Regions from separate parts of the Triticum aestivum genome. Here region 1 is linked to region 2. Evidence: chromatin contacts called from public Hi-C data. All regions are on one chromosome and are shown on one strand. The core of a region is the stretch at or near the end of the contact, and the rest is flanking DNA. Distances in the headings are between cores, read along the strand shown.

Region 1 (2,700 bases), core at 105-2,604, 380 kb before region 2:
TAAGTAAGTAAGCATGGATGCACACTTGCCAAATATTACCTCTGTTCCAAAATATCTTGCATATTAGGTTTCCCTAGGACAAGTCTTTGTATTACACTTAAGTATGTAACTTTTGTGGTAGAAAATCATAACCACAAATAAGTATTTGAAATACGAATCTAATGAATATATATAGAGTACTTGTTGGTCAATGGCTTGTCCTAACGAAACCTAATTTGAAATGAAGGGAGTACAATTATCATCAACTCATTATGTGGATCAAGTTACCAGGCAGCAAAACTTATTTATTTCCTGGGCTTGTAAGAATTGATGAATTTATGTGTGCTCAACTGCTGCCTAAACCTGCAACCTTGCTTCATATTCCCAGATTCTCTAGAGACGCATGTGCACTAATATTCACACCACATCTAGGCCGTAACAGCTTCACACCAGGTAACTCTCGATAAAGAAAGTTCTCTAGACACCTCTTTGGACAGCCTTACGCCACAGTTAGCCAACGTGAGGCAAAAGAAAATCACACTACTCAATCTAGAGATACCAAAATCCATTTTAACACAACAGTTCTCCAATTCCAGAAGTTCACCGAAATGGCGATCAAATTTTGACTCTGTCATAACAAAACGAGTAAAATCATTATCATGAATTCCTCACTACTGTGCAGCAAGGCACCCCATTTATTACACCAAGACCACACATTGCCCACACCAAGTGCAGCTCACGCCAAGTGAGATTAGAAAGGTAAAAGCAAAGATGTAACACTTGCGGTTGAGAAACGGGGAGAAATGATGATGCCGTCTACCACTACAGCTTGTACTTGTAGCGCGCGACCTCGGATTCGTTGGGGAAGAACCCCATGAGGCGTCCGGCGGAGTTCTGGTAGGCGTACATGAACCCTCCGAGGACCCCGATGAGGCCCCCCGTCACCATCGACGGCCCGCGGATCCCCGGCTTGATCCCTGCGAGCACCCCCCAAGAACGCGGATTTGAGCCTCCGGGGGCGAAGGAAAGAGGACGGCCGTACGGGGAGAAGGTTAGGGGCTAGGAGGACGTACCGGAGAGGTAGCCGACGGTGACGGAGACGGCGGAGATGGTGGAGAGGCGCATGTAGTCGAGCGCGGAGAAGTTGCCGACGACCTTGGTGAAGGCGGGGTTCCGATCCACCACCGGGTACTCCGGCTTCACTGACGCGGTGATGTCGGTGTTCATCGCGCAACCGCGGGGCTCGATTCGTTCCTTCCGGCGGGCGGCGCGGCGGCAGATTTGGTCGCTGGGAGGAGGAGGTCGAGATTCAGGTGTGGTTCTCGGGCTTTCTCACTGGGAGAGCGACGGAGAGTAGTGTGGGTGCTGTGTGTGACTATGGGCTGGGCTTGGTGCAGCCCAAGTTCTGAAAGACAGGCCGGCTTGTAAATGACGTCCGACCATCCCTCAAAAAATAAATGTAAGTGAACTTCGGCCCGGCCTACTACTACTCGTCGGAAACCCCTAAAAAAACTACTCATAGAGTCTACGAAGCCTCTCTCGCCACGTTGTTCAAACATTATTTTGAGAAAAGCGAATAAAAAATTAAGAATCTGAATAATTTATGAATTTTCTGAACATTTATTGAAAATTATGAATACTTTTTGGAAATTATGAACAAATCTCGAAATTTCTAATATTTCTGGAAAAACAAACATATTTTTTACTTCTATGAAAAACATGAACATATTTTTAATAAATCCGAACAAATTTTGAAAATCATATTTGTTAAAAGTTTATAATTTTTTGAAAAGAAACAAAAAGGAGAAGAAAATAAAAAAGAAAGAGAAAATGGAAAGAAAAGAAAAAAGCAAATAGGAAAATATTGGTTCAGAAAACCTTCAAGAATGTTCCCAAACCCGGTAAAATTTGTCTCTGAACCTTCTAGAAGCTTCTCAAAACTTAACCAGAGCGCTCTCTACTTAGCGCTGAAAATAGGCTGGCCAACTCAACTCACTCGCGCGCACATCCAGTGTGATGCGTCGACGGTTGGACACAAGGTACGTCTCATAGGAAACTCCTCGCTTCCTCCGCCTTTGCCGGCAAATCCTAGTCGGCGTAAACTAGTCTGGCCAACGCCCGCATGTGAGCGACTTGGGCCGGGAACGTTCTATTGTTTGCCACTGCATGTTTCCTTTTTTAGCAGTTCCTTTTTGCTTTTCGGTTGTACATTGTTTTGTTTTCTTTTGGTTTTTCCTCTTTGTTTTACTTATTTTTTATTTTTCTATTATAGTTTTTTCTCCTGTTTTTTTCTTACTTTTACTTTTTTATTTTTTATATATTATAAATATCTTTTCAGTATATGGTGAACACTTTTTTTAATATATCATGAACAGTTTTTTTACATACGATGAGTTTTAAAAATGTATGTCGAGCTTTTGTTAATATATGGTGAACATTTTATTAATACACTAGTAGGGTGTCCGTGCGTTGCCACGGGCTTTTGAAATATATTGGTGGAGTTATATAAACATAACACATGTTAAATTTCACATGAAGAGAATAGATAGCACGGGCATAATCAGCTAATAATCAAAGTCCGCTCCACTTGCAATGTAAGTTGATACTCCCTCCGTTCCTAAATATAAGTCTTTTTTAAAGATTTTATTATGGACTACATATGAAGAAAAATGAGTGAATCTACACTCTAAAATATGTTTATGTACACTCTAAAGTATGTAG
Region 2 (2,780 bases), core at 231-2,730:
AACTAGTTTGTGTGGTCAGATTTGGAATTTAGACGTAAATATTGTACTAAAACAAGAGTACCTTTCTGCAATATACTTGAGAAGCTGATCAGTAACAAACTCGCTCCCTGCAAACACCTCGAGCTCCCCATTGGAGCGGTCCACGGCGGCTTTTGCCATTGCACACAAGACATCGCGTCTCTTTTTCTTCTTCCCTCGCAGGACATCATGGTGCTCCATGTCGACATATCGCCATAAACTAGGTACTTTTGCCGCCTCGAGCCATGAGTGGCACACTAGGCCTGCACCCATGAGAATATCAACTGCGCCGAGTTTGGCAAAGACCGAAGCAAGCACATCAAGAGGCAGCTCGGACCAGTCCCTGACGGCTTCTGGCTGCACCTCCATTTCATGGGAATGACTGCAAAGAAAGGGTGGCATCACTGATAACAAACTACTCGGACTGATTGATCAAAGAACAGAAGTTGGCAATCATAGGGTACCTTAGGCGGCGGCGACAGACACCCCGCGAGACAACAAACGAGGCGCCGCTCATCATTACTGGGGACTGATGGGAAGCTTGAAGCATCCTTCTGAAACGCTAGCTCGTGAAAGAGCTCTTTTGTTACAAAAAATCAGCAGTGAAATCTAACTCCCCGGAATAACCTGTTTCGGGAAAAAGAAATAGCAAGCAACATGTGTGAGCTGCACAGCTAGAATTTCTTATCAGTTACACCAAAATGAGTGAGCCGAATGCATGACGCATTGAAATTTCAGATTTCTACAACAAACTGCAGCTACATAACTGGAGAAATTGGTAACAAAAGACAGAGAATTCATCAAAGCGCTGCTCACAGTCACACCAAAATGAGTGGGCTGATTGCATGACGCATTGAAATTTCAGATCTTTACAAGAAACTGGAGCCACAGAACTGGAGAAATTGGTAACAAAATACGGAGAATCCATCAAAACGCTGCTCGCAGTCACAGGAAGGCACCCTAAATTATCGATTTTTATCCTTTTTCGCAGGTAAAAAGGGGGAAAGTCGTAATCTTTTTGCGGTTAAGAAGGTAAAAGTTACCTAATCACAGCAAAAGACGGCAAGGAGGCCGCCGTGAGCTCATCTGCGGTCCGCTCCCCGAACGCCCTCCGCCACCCGCCGCGCCAGACCCGTGAGGACGCGCTCACGGCCACGGCGACCCGGCGTACCTCCACCAGCGAGCGAACCTTGTACCTTGGAATGCCTTCCCTGCCCTAGCGAGGTCAGATCCGGCGGCGGCGCACCCACGCCTGGTCTTGCGCCGCCCGGAGGCTGGTCGTGACCTCGGCAGGGGATGTGAAGTCACGCTCGGAGCAGGAAGACGGCGGTAGGGCCGTCACCTGGACACCGCCAAAAGCGCCGCTCCTCGTCGTCGTCGCTGCCCCTGTCTGGCGAGAGAGAGGTGGATGCGGAGGTGCGGAGGCCGAACCACTCGGGAACAGTTGAAATACCCCCGTTTGTACTCTGTCGCCGTTTCCTTCTTCTTTTGAGATTTTTTTCAGGGAATCCTTTTTTTTTTGAGACAATTCAGGGAATCCTTTTGAGATAAGGAACGGAAACTAATAATTGTTGGGCCATTAACACACTAATACCAACCACAGGCCCGTAAGGCCCAATTTGCCCAATGTGCCTTCTTTCATCGGGGTTTTTTTTTCGGCCGGGAACATAGCTCCAAGTTTATTCATTTGCAAAGTTCATAGGGATCATTACACGATCATGAAGTAAACAAAATTTCGCTATACTATGAGCTACGCGCACCCTGCACCGGGCGCTAAATCTTTTTTGACTAGATTTTTACTTTTTTTCTCTTCCTTTTGGTTTTTTATTCCTTTTTCTTTTTACATGTGCCTTATTTTCATTCCATGAATAATTTTAGACTTTGTGACATTTTAAATTTGTAGACATTTATGTACTTTACTACAAATTTAAAAGGACCATCATGATTTTTTTTGAATTCATCAACAATTTCTAAATTATTTAACATTTCTTAAAGTAAGCGAAAAAATATTAAATTTTGTGAATATTTTAAAATTTCATGAACATTCTTAAAACTCATGATTTATTAGAAAAATGGAATTTGATTTCTTACTATTCATTTACATATAGGCACACAGTGTGAACATTTATCACTTTAGTAAAGAATTACTTTTTTCACTTTTAAAAACCAAACTAAAAATTATTTAGTACTACATGAGAAATGAAAAAGGGGGCAAACCAGCAATTTGTGCCCCGCCCAAGTGTGTCCATGTGACCGCTTACGCTTTTATTCAACGCCCAACATGCAAAATAGGGGATGTCCCCATCGATTTATCACGTTGCATATGCACGAGTGCATCCCCACTAGTATGTCGCAGCGGGGGCTCGAGGGGCGTTCAAGAAGGGACGGCTATGCGCCGCGTGCAGCCAGCCCTACCACGGCTCGACTACGGGGCCACGTATTGAGCCGATCCAGTAGCCACGGCTCGACTCGTACGTCATGTTACCTTTTCTGTTTGATTTTATTCTTCTATTTTCTATTCACATTTTTGTTTTTGCTTTTTATTTATCTTTCACTTTGTTTCTACTCAAAAATATTCTAAATATAAATATTACAATAAAATATATATATTTAAAAATATATTCATATTGCATTTGGAAAATGGTAGCAATGTATATAAAAATGTGTTTCATGTATACGAAAAATGTACAATGTGAATAAAAAAGATAGAAAATGCTAATCATATGTACGGAAAAAAATTAATTGTGCGCAGAAAAAATATT

The links. Hi-C and Micro-C count contacts between places; a contact is called where the count stands out from the background.
Region 1: a Hi-C map of leaf shows a contact between it and region 2, with 4 times the contacts expected there. The contact joins the promoter of LOC123044085 here to the promoter of LOC123044083 in region 2. A contact is called at or near these places in 2 of 5 Hi-C or Micro-C datasets (both in leaf).

Annotation. Positions count from the first base shown.
Region 1 is chr2B:162,140,327-162,143,026 of IWGSC CS RefSeq v2.1, reverse strand. It overlaps LOC123044085 (NADH-ubiquinone oxidoreductase 20.9 kDa subunit), which reads right to left and starts at 1,354. Exons shown (of 2, transcript XM_044466724.1): 1 at 1,053-1,354; 2 at 536-956. The coding sequence starts at 1,206. The coding sequence ends at 802.
Region 2 is chr2B:161,760,973-161,763,752 of IWGSC CS RefSeq v2.1, reverse strand. LOC123044083 (putative F-box/LRR-repeat protein 23) reads right to left here and starts at 1,480. Exons shown (of 4, transcript XM_044466722.1): 1 at 1,062-1,480; 2 at 483-645; 3 at 62-400. The coding sequence starts at 568.